2 separate regions of the Oryctolagus cuniculus genome follow, and region 1 is linked to region 2. The links are chromatin contacts, called in public Hi-C maps. All regions are on one chromosome and are shown on one strand. Each heading gives the region's core, a stretch centred on a gene start, on an enhancer-like site or on the middle of the called end of the contact. The rest is flanking DNA. Distances are from core to core; before and after follow the strand shown. Region 1 overlaps RNF150 (ring finger protein 150). Region 2 holds the start of RNF150 (ring finger protein 150).

Region 1 (5,750 bases), core at 3,212-5,711, 280 kb after region 2:
GTTTTTAACAGCAAATGTCTTTTTCAAATCTAATATTTGTGTACAATTCAAACATAATAAAGAAATATTTAAACAGTTTAAACTGTTTGGGTTTTGTCTTTTCAGCTAGTAGATGCCTGAGCTGTGCCTGGCAGAGAGGCTGGCGAAGCACAAGCCCTTGCCTGCCCTTACTGTTGCATCACATTAAGGAGAGGTAGTTAGGGGAGCTAATTTTAGCTTCCAGATGCTTGTTTTGTTGTGTTGTGGTTTAGCTTTCCAGGAAATAAAGATCAGGTCAGCAAAGGAAACGAAGATCAGATTAGTGAAGTAAATGAGGTGGTTTAACAAATTTCCACAAAGACTCCTTACCCTATTAATTAGTTGTCTGCCTCTGTTTTTCCGTGCTCAGTTCTAAGAGAGGGAGAGAAATGGTTGGGTTTTGGACGAGCCATCTTAGCAGTCTTTCTTCCAGTCAGCTTTGTGACCTTCCTCTTATCACCATCACCCTGCACCACTATTCAGTGTCACCTGTTATTCCTACAGCAGCCCCTGAGGTACCTGTGGGAGCCCGTAGGTCTTCATGGAGCACCATGAAACCCAATAGAGCAAAAACAGTAGCTCTGGGTCCACAGTAGATCTGCCACATTCTGGCTCTTTCAGAGGTTTTGAGAGAGTACCTTAGCTTTTCTTTTTATATATATATAAGATTTATTTATTTATTTGAAAGGCAGAGTTACACAGGGAGATAAGGAGAGGCAGAGAGAGAGGGGGAGAGAGAGAGAGAGAGAGAGGTCTTCCATCCTCTGGTTCACTCCCCAATTGGCTGTAATGACCGGAGCTGCACCGATCTAAGGCCAGGAGCCAGGAGCTTCCTCCAGGTCTCCCACGCAGGTGCAGGGGCCCAAGAACTTGGGCCATCTTCTACTGCTTTCCCAGGAAAGTGGAAAGTGGAGCAACTGGGATACGAACCAGCGCCCATATGGAATCTCGGCGCTGCAGGCAGTGGCTTTACCTGCTACGCCACAACGCTGGCCCCAGTACCTTTGCTTTTCTAAGGGTCACGCAGTCTGCTGTAACCAGAGCTCAAATATGTGAAAGAATATTAAAAATGAAAGCAAATGGAGTGGATGAAATGATGATAAACTAATAATAGTTAATGGCTGTGGCAACGTGTGTTAGAAAAATTCTTGGCCAAAGCTCCCATTTTTTACCAGTGCTATTACTCACCTGCTCCTCCCACATCCATGGCCCCCTGCCATCAGCCTGTAACACAAAGACAGATGAGACAGGTGACCAGCTATTCTAATTAATCTTCTGGGACCAGTGACTAAAAACAGTACTTTACACCTCTTCATTTCTTTTATTAATTTGACATTCATTTTCTGGAGAGCTGAAACAAATGATAGCATCTGGGAGCTGCTTTATAAAACTCTTCAAACTGCACTTTCCACTGAGAAGCGAATAATTTTGTCTTGTTTGTTCTGAAAACCAGAAACGAAGAAAACTACCACTGTGGAGGGCTGCTAAAAGATACATCATACTCGTGTGCTTGGGATGCTGTAACAAAATCCTATACATGGTGGCTTAAATACAGATGTGTATTTTTCATGGTTCTGAAGGCTGGGATTCTAAGATCAGGATGTCAGTGTGGTTGGAGTCCTGCTGAAAGCCCTCTTGCTGGCTTGCAGGTGACCACATCTGACTGTTCCGTACACAGTAGAGAGAGAGAGAGAGAGAGAGAGAGAGAGCACGCCCATCTTTTGTTGTAAGGACACTAATCTCTTCATGAAGTCCCAACCTCATAATCTCATTTAAATTTAATTCCCTCTCCCAACCCCACCTCCTGATACCATCACATCACATATAAGGTGGGGTTTCAACATTTGAATCTGGTGAAACACATTCAGCCCATAACACGTAGACAAGGAAAAAGTTGTTATAGCAATATAAAATTATATAGAACCCAATCATCCGTTTTAGGAATTGGCAAATAAAATATAGCCTATTCTTAGATACTATATTTGGTTAGTGGCAGTAAACAGAAATTAAATACATAGTATTATTAAAGCTTAAAAATAAGATTAATAGAAAAAAAGTTGCAGAACTACATAAACATCAATCTATAATTTATATTTAAAAATTAATCCACAAAACAATGCTTCATTAGCTCGTGGATTCATTTATCACCTGCTCACACACATTTGTATAAAATGTACTGTAAGCTACTTTGTTAGAAATAGGATTTTTTTTTCTTTTTTTTTTAACTTTTATTTAATGAATATAAATTTCCAAAGTACGACTTATGGATTATAATGGCTTCCCCCCCATACCGTCCCTCCCACCCACAACCCTCCCCTTTCCCACTCCCTCTCCCCTTCCATTCACATCGAGATTCATTTTCGATTATCTTAATATACAGAAGATCAGCTTAGTATACCTTAAGTAAGGATTTCAACAGTTTGCTCCCACACAGAAACATAAAGTGAAAAATAATAGATGATTTTTTTAAATGATGATGAAATCAGATCAGACCTATTGTCATGTTTAATCCCAGTGAGAGTCAAGTTGGGAATTGATAATTTCTTTTTTTTTTTTTTTACAGAGGATCAGTTTAGTATGCATTAAGTAAAGATTTCAACAGTTTGCACCCCCATAGAAACACAAAGTGAAATATATTGTTTGAGCACTCGTTATAGCATTAAATCTCAATGCACAGCACATTAAGGACAGAGATCCTACATGAGGAGTAAGTGCACAGTGACTCCTGTTGTTGACTTTACCAATTGACACTCCTGTCTATGGCATCAGTAATCTCCCTATGCTCCAATCATGAGTTTCCAAGGCTATGGAAGCCCTCTGAGTTCTCCGACTCTTATCTTGTTTAGACAAGGTCATAGTCAAAGTGGAGGTTCTCTCCTCCCTTCAGAGAAAGGTACCTCCTTCTTTGATGACCTGTTCTTTCCACTGGGATCTCACTCACAGAGATCTTTTGCCAAAGTGTCTTGGCTTTCCATGCCTGAAATACTCTCATGGGCTTTTCAGCCAGATCCGAATGCCTTTAGGGCTGATTCTGAGGCCAGAGTGCTATTTAGGACATCTGCCTTTCTATGAAGAAATAGGATTTTATAAGGGAATAATGTGGGCTTTGGGGAACTTGTTTTGTTTTTACTAAAATGCAGGCTTAAATATAACTTTGTCAATAAATATCCATTCAGAGCCTGTTATAATTCAGACTCTTCTCTCTGTGCTGGGGAATTTTTTTAAGATTTATTTATTTATTTGAAAGAGTTACGTATAGAGATATCTATCCACTGGTTCACTCCCCAGATGCCCACAATAGCTGAGATGGGGTCAGGCCAAAGCTCGGAGCCAGGAACTTCTTTTAGTACTCCCATGTGAGTGGCAGGGGACCAAGCACATGGGACATGTTCTGCTGCCTTTCCCAGGCCATTAGCAAGAAACTGGATCAGAAGTGGAGCAGCTGGGACAGGAACTGGCACCCATATGGGATGCTGGCACAACGCCAGCCCCTGTGCAGGGGAATCTTGTGGTGGTCCCTGAACTCATGGAGACTGAGATCATTCTGTTGAATAAGATTGAAGAAACATAGGATATAATGCCATGATATTATTACCAAAAATAAACAAATAAGGCAAGGTAGGGAGTAAGAAAATGATCAGGAACTATCAGGACAGGCAATCAAGGAGGGCTTATCTGAAGAGGTAACATTGAACAGAGGTCTGAATGTCAGTAATTATCAACAGTTGGTGGTAGAGACACAGCACTTAGTTTATTATTTCCTGTACTTTTGTTGTATTTTTTAATGTTCCCTCCAAAAAGTCTACTCCAGGGTAACATCAGATTTTAAAGAGGCACCAAGTCCCAGTGACATATGTAGGGGATCCTTTTAACCAGTGGTTGGAGCTAGGGGACAGTGTGCCTGAAAAAACATCCCATAAAGTAATGACTAATTTTTATATGTGGGACACAACAAACTGTTAATCATTTTTTAAAACACTGATTCTAAATTTCAACCAAATCTTCCTGGTGAATAGGGGTTCAAGAAAGATAGTAGTGATTTCCCAGGGTAGGAGGGACAGGAACACAGGTACAAACTAACACTTAGATGGATATGATTTTTATGTTTGCCATGGGGGAGTATGGCTTTGTTTTGAATTTTAAGAATGCCCCAAAAGGGAAAATAAGTAGTTAAACAGAGCTGGCTAAGTCGGAAGACCCAGTCTCAACCCTGACCTGGTCAGTGTGATACCATTTGAACAGCAGGCAGTTGCAGGCTGCCAGTGTGCTGAGGACACTGCCACGTGGGCACAGTGGGTTCGTCTAAGCCTGCTGCAGCTGCATCACCATCACCATCACCATTAGCCTACTTTTTTGTGAAAGGTTTCTCTGAACCAGAAACCTGGCTGAATGCCTCATAGCCCAGCTCCGTGTCCCCTCTCATTGCCTTTGCCCTTCCTACACCCTTACCTCACTGAGCAGCTGGCTGCATTTGCAACTCCTTTATTCTCACTCTGAACTCATGGCCCAGAACTCCCATGGCAAGGACAAATATTGATTATCAATTCAATTTTTTTTGTTCTAAACTCAAAGAGCAGGAAATAATATTCTGTGAGCCAGAGGAATGGGTGAGGTCATGATTTTTATAACATGCTTGACTGGACCAGTTTCTCTTGCCATCAGGTGTTTCAGATGTAACCCATTAGGTTTTCCGGGAAGGTATGTAAACATATCCATCCCAGTGAATTTCAGTAATTTATTGTTTGGACATCCATCCATCCTTTAGGTCAAAACATCAGACTTCTTTTCTGTAGCTAAGAGTTAGTCTATCCATTTTTTTTTTTTTTTGACAGGCAGAGTGGACAGTGAGAGAGAGAGACAGAGAGAAAGGTCTTCCTTTTCCTTTGGTTCACCCCCCAATGGCCGCTGTGGCCGGCACGTTGTGGCCGGCACACTGTGGCTGGCGCACCACGCTGATCTAAAGCCAGGAGCCAGGTGCTTTTCCTGGTCTCCCATGGGGTGCAGGGCCCAAGCACTTGGGCCATCCTCCACTGCACTCCCAGGCCACAGCTGGACTGGAAGAGGAGCAACCGGGACAGAACCGGCACCCCGACCGGGACTAGAACCCGGTGTGCCGGTGCCACAGGTGGAGGATTAGCCTATAGAGCCGTGGCACTGGCCAGTCTATCCATTTTTGAGAGCATATTTCTGCCACTACTTTGAGCTCCCCCTATCTTCCCCATCACCCAACATGCTGGTTGTAACCTGCTTTCGAACCAGCCAAAGGTGAATTACGCAGTTTTATGTGGAGGAGGTGGAGGTAACCAGGATTCTGAAGCTTTTTAAAGTCTTCCATGTGCTTTCTGGGGAAGCAGATGGTCAGAATGGTCAGAACTGACCACTATATTAGCAACCTGAAATAGACTTTGTCAACTGAACAGGTCTGTGTAAAACGATGCCTGCATATAAACAGCCAAATGTGCTCATGTCAGTGTTTAGTCTCCAGGTTAACACCGAGCTATGTGCCTTATAATTTGTTTATGCTCTTCCTCAGGACAATATATTTCTGCAAATTCTCTATTTAAAGGGCCTCTTTCTTTTTGAAAATGCATGTATAAGAGGGTGTGTTCCTAGTTCTGTCCTCCCCTCCCTAACCCCTCCCTGAGCAAAAAGTAAAGGATTCCCTTCTTTGCTGTGTTCTGCAACTTGACCTTTAAACTAGACTTGATGTTTCCATCAGAGCCCTGTTCTCT
Region 2 (5,011 bases), core at 1,150-3,649:
TACATACACAGACACACACACATACATATCATTATAAAAAGACGATTTCACACTCATTTTTTAAATCCAGTGTCTCAGCATTTTTTTTATAGCATTTTCTTTGCCTATTTGGAAATTCCTTCTCCAACAATATAAAACCCGGCTGTCACTTCACTTATCTGCACAATGGCCCTGGAATTAACCAATCTTCCAGCCAGGATGCTCCCTCTGTAACACTGTCACCCCTTCAACCCCTAACTTTTCTCTTTTTTTTAAATATTTATTTATTTATTTATTTGAAAGGGGTGGGGGAGATCGAGAGAGAGAGAGAGAGAGAGAGAGAGAGATCTTCTATCAGCTGGTTCTCACCCCAGATGGCCACAATAGCCAAAGCTGTGCCGATCTGAAGCCAGGAACCAGGAGCTTCTTCCGGGTCTCCCACGCGGGTGCAGGGGCCCAAGGACTTGGGCCATCTTCCACTGCCTTCCCAGGCCATAGCAGAGAGCTGGATTGGAAGTGGAGCAGCCGGAACTAGAACCGGCACCCATATGACATGCCGGCACTGCAAGCATCGGCTTTACCTGCTACGCCACAGTGCCAGCCCCACCCATAACTTTTCTAAGAGACAGAAAGGATAAGGAAAAGCTGTAAATTCTCAATGACAGATTCTCCAGTTTTTGAGGCTGCAGAAACAGTAGCGACAGAAAGGTTGGGGAACCCCGTGTTTCGGTGAAGGTATCTGAACAGAACTAGCCGGGTGGTTGCAGTCAATGGCCTCCTCCCTCAGCTCTCTGGTGGTTCAGCAACCAGCAGCCAGGCAGTCTCCACTCATGCCTTCTTGGCATGAGACACTATAATAAGCACTGCCCCACTTGCCTAGAAGCCTAGTTTCAAAAATGAACAAGCTAGGAACACACACAAATCCAGCCCATCAAATACCATAGAGACAAATTCTTGTAAGTAGTTCTTGTGCCTGCTTCTAATTTGGGTGTAGCTGGGGTTCTTCGCTCTCCCCTAACAGCCACCAGCTGTTTGTTCTGCTGCTGCTGGGAAAGGAGAAGTCATGCCAATGGCAGCCATTAACAGAAAGCCGGACGCATGTGGAGGTCCTGGGAAAGGTGGATTTCTTTCCTAAACATGAATTGGATTCCAGGTTCTCTGACAGAGATCCACTGGGAAGGACAGGGTACGTGAGAATCTTCAAGCAGGGGCTGGCCTAGCAGGTAAGGCCATGGCCAAAGAAACCGGCCATCCCATCAGGTTCAAGTCCCTGCTGTGCCACTGCTGATACAGCTCCCTGCTAATGGCTTTGGAAAAGCAACGGAAGATGCTTAGGCCCCACGTGGGAGACCAGGATGAAGCTCCTGGTTGTAGCTGTGACCACTTGGGGAATGAACTGTGGATGGAAGAGCTCTCTCTCTCTTTCTCTTTCACTCTCTCTCTCTCTCACTCTCTGTAATTCTGACTTTCAACTAAATAAATAGATGTTTTGAAAAAAAAAAAGAGAACTGTCACACACATATTTTTACAAACTTTATGACATGGATCTCAAGCAAAGGAAACCAGACGTGAGAAGGGATAACAATTTTCCAAACATTTAACATTGTGAAGAACTGTGCTGTGTCAGTTTCAAGAATGCCATTCTGGGAATACCACACTCTCTGCTGACTGGTGGTAATCTCCATACACAACCCGGAGAACACACATAAACAACAGTAACCCAAACAAACCTCCCTTGCCTGCTGATGCCCCGGGGGCTCTGTCACCAGGCATGACAACTGCAATAAACACAGTGGAGAAATAGCTCACCAGCTTCTCACAATTAGAAGGCATCCGTTCTGCAAAACAAATGCCACGCGTTTGCTCCCAGCTGGCCGCAGAGAGGCCCATTCCTACACCCACCCTAATGGAGTGGTTGCTAGACCAGCTGTGTCAGCATTGCCTGAGAACTTGCTAGACACGGATATTGGGGGTCTCACCCCAGATCTAATAACTCAGAAATGCTAACGCAGGGCTCATCAGGCTGTTTTTTTTTTTTTAAGATTTATTTTATTTGAAAGGCAGAGTTACAGAGAGGGCGAGGGAGAGGGAGAGGGGGAGGGGGAGAGGGACAGAGAGACAGAGAGAGAGGTCTTCATCCGCTGATTCACTCCCCAAAGGCCGCAATGAACAGAGCTGAGCCAAGAGCCTCCTCTGGGTCTCCCACGTGGGTGCAGGGACCCAAGCACTTGGGCCATCTTCCATTGTTTTCCCAGGCCATAGTAGAGAGAGCTGTATCTGGAGAGGAGCAGCAAGGACTCCAGCCTGCGCTGGCCCCCAGGCTGTCTTAAACCAGCATTTGGGAGTCACTTCCCTAGGTATCGCTGTGGCATCGTTCAACCCACCTTACACTTTGGCTTTGGAAAAGGAAAGTCACCGCACGTGTTCAGCGAATGGGCGAGTGGTTTAGGGGAAGCTCGACCATTTCCGCATAGGAGTATTTAAGGCGCAGGAAGCAGTTTCTGTACTCAGAGGTCAAAGGCTCCTTTTCCCTACTGCAAACCCCACCTGGACCAAGTCACCCACTGGGGCTGAGTTTGAGACCCGCCAGGGGTCGCTGCTGCCCGTGAAGAGACCGAGGGAGCGCGGCGAGCGAAGCCCCGAAGCTTTGACATCACACTAAGCTCCTCCTTGCACGCACACATTCTACACACACACACACACAAACATACACAGACACACGCACACCCGGGCCGCGCACTCGTCCCGCGGCAAGAGTGCGCCCCGCGCAGCCACCCGACGAGGGCGGCAGCACACGCTCGCAGGCCCCTCCGACCCGGCGCGCTGAGGTAGCGGCCGCCGCGGCAGCAGCTCGACCCGCGCTCTCCGGCGCTCGGCGGCGGCCGGGACTCCCTCGGCAGCACCCCTGCCTGCGAACAGCCACCCCGGCCCCTGCCGGGACTAGAGAGGGCGTGGGGCCGTCACCTCGCGCGCTCCGGAGCCCCCTGCTACCCCTATGAGAGACGGAGAAGCCGGGCGGAGGCGCAGGACGCTCGGCAGCCGGACGCCTCCTCAAGCCCCGCGCGCCCTCTCCTCCCGCGCCCCCTGCACGGCTGAGGAGCAAAATGCAACCGCCGCGCTTCGGCTGAAAGGCGACGGGGCCCGCGCGACCCGCTCGCCCGGAATCCCGTGCCCGCGGCGGCTGCGCGCCCCGGCCGCGGCCCCTCAGGAGGGAGAGTGAGCAGCGGCCGCGGGAAAGAGAAGCGGCCGGCGCGGACTGGGCCAGGGCCCGGGAGGAGGCGCGGGGCAGAGGGAGGGCGCGGGGGGCGGGGCGGGGGCGCCGGCGGAGAAAGATGGCAATGTCTCTCATCCAAGCGTGCCGCAGTCTGGCTCTCTCAACATGGCTGCTTTCCTTTTGTTTCGTGCATCTACTCTGCCTGGACTTCACCGTGGCCGAGAAGGAGGAATGGTACACCGCCTTCGTGAACATCACCTACGCTGAGCCCGCGCCGGACCCGGGGGCCGGGGCTGCGGGCGGCGGCGGCGGCGGCGGCAGTGGCGGCGGCGCCGGCTCGGAGCTGCACACGGAGAAGACTGAGTGCGGGCGCTACGGAGAGCACTCCCCCAAACAGGACGCCCGCGGGGAGGTGGTCATGGCCAGCTCGGCCCACGACCGCCTGGCCTGTGACCCCAACACCAAGTTCGCCGCTCCGACGCACGGCAAGAACTGGATAGCCCTCATCCCCAAGGGCAACTGCACCTACAGGGACAAGATCCGCAACGCGTTCCTGCAGAACGCCTCCGCCGTGGTCATCTTCAACGCGGGCTCCAACACCAACGAGACCATCACCATGCCCCACGCAGGTGAGCCGCGGGGCCGCGCTCGGGGGAGGGGGAAGCCCCAGGACGTGAAGGTGTCCGGAGGGGTCCTGCGCCTGCCTGCGCGCTCCTTTCTGGGAAGTCCGTGCTGCGCAGAGGACGCGTCTCGGAGCCCTGCACCTATTAAGTTTTGCTTCCAGTCACTTGGGGATGACAGGGTGGGCGGGGGTGGGGAGGGTTACAAAGGGGTGAGGATTAATTGTATCCGGGAGAATACTAGCGAGCTTGGCAGAGCGCCTCCGGGACAAGGGTTTGCAGAGGTGGGCTAACTTTTCCGGGAGGATCTGGAAGGTGGGGATTTCTTCTTGGTTATTGACGGGACCTGTGCCTGTTTGGAGCCGGCAGATCTGATAACTCAGCTGTGCACGCGGGTGCGTGCATCAGGTGTACCCCTGATGGTGGCGTTTGTGTATCAGGAGGTGGATAGGGTTACCTGAAGACAGCTCACCACCAAGAACTTGCCTCTCCAAGTCAGGTTTCAACTCTTGCTGGGAGATTGAGTGCTCACCTCCCCCCCCCCCCCCCACTCCGCTCTGGGTTGACCCACGTCACGAATACTGTGAGATTAAAAGTACTAAGCTGCACCTGGCCGCCAGGAGAAGCTGACCGGAGGGCCAGTAGTAGGTACATCATTGCATCCCCCACCAGCCGAGACGAGTGCGGTGGCCGTAAAGTGATAACTGCTTTTCCTGTTTTGCATTTATCCTGTGCCTCATTAATAGGTTAAACATGCTGAAGGCTTGCTTTCTGGCAAGAAGACGCATTTTCTGTATTGAAAGAATGAATTTTTTACTTAATCATCACTGGTGCTAGTTACATCAGTAGCCCCAAACCCAACTCCATAATGCATATGCCTTAAGTAAACAAAGTGTCCATGATGAGAATGATCACAATTTAAAACGGGCGTCTCCTGTGGGCATGAGCTGCGCCTCCTGGCAGGCTTGCCTCCTGAGTACAGGGTTGTTGCTTGTATCTGTGAACTTGAGAACTGGGCCTTCCACCCTCCGTGAGCTGCTCCTGGGCTGCGACGGTGGCATCCAGCCGGAGGAAGGAGGGGATAGAAATTAGATAGATTTTCCGAGTGGAGTTGCCTAATGAAATAGATTACTTTAAAAGCCAGGCTTTACTACACAGGCTACTGGAATGGGACACCAAGCTTTGGCCACACTTGCAG

The links. A called contact is a pair of places that touch in the nucleus more often than the background predicts.
Region 1: a contact with region 2 is called in a Hi-C map of skin fibroblasts, with 4 times the contacts expected there. The contact joins the enhancer-like site here to the promoter of RNF150 in region 2. A contact is called at or near these places in 2 of 6 Hi-C or Micro-C datasets (skin fibroblasts and an unstated tissue).

What each region holds. Positions count from the first base shown.
Region 1 is chr8:23,831,925-23,837,674 of mOryCun1.1, forward strand. The region is part of intron 6 of RNF150 (ring finger protein 150); the gene reads left to right. Among named protein-coding and RNA genes, the nearest start is that of TBC1D9, 170 kb to the right of the region's middle. Within about 2 kb of position 4,462, at least 2 of the 8 cell types and tissues checked have an H3K27ac peak or open chromatin away from gene starts, as enhancers often do.
Region 2 is chr8:23,555,732-23,560,742 of mOryCun1.1, forward strand. It overlaps RNF150 (ring finger protein 150), which reads left to right and starts at 2,400. Exons shown (of 7, transcript XM_051819466.2): 1 at 2,400-3,822. The coding sequence starts at 3,312. LOC127483152 (a long non-coding RNA gene) reads right to left here and starts at 144. Exons shown (of 5, transcript XR_011378238.1): 1 at 1-144.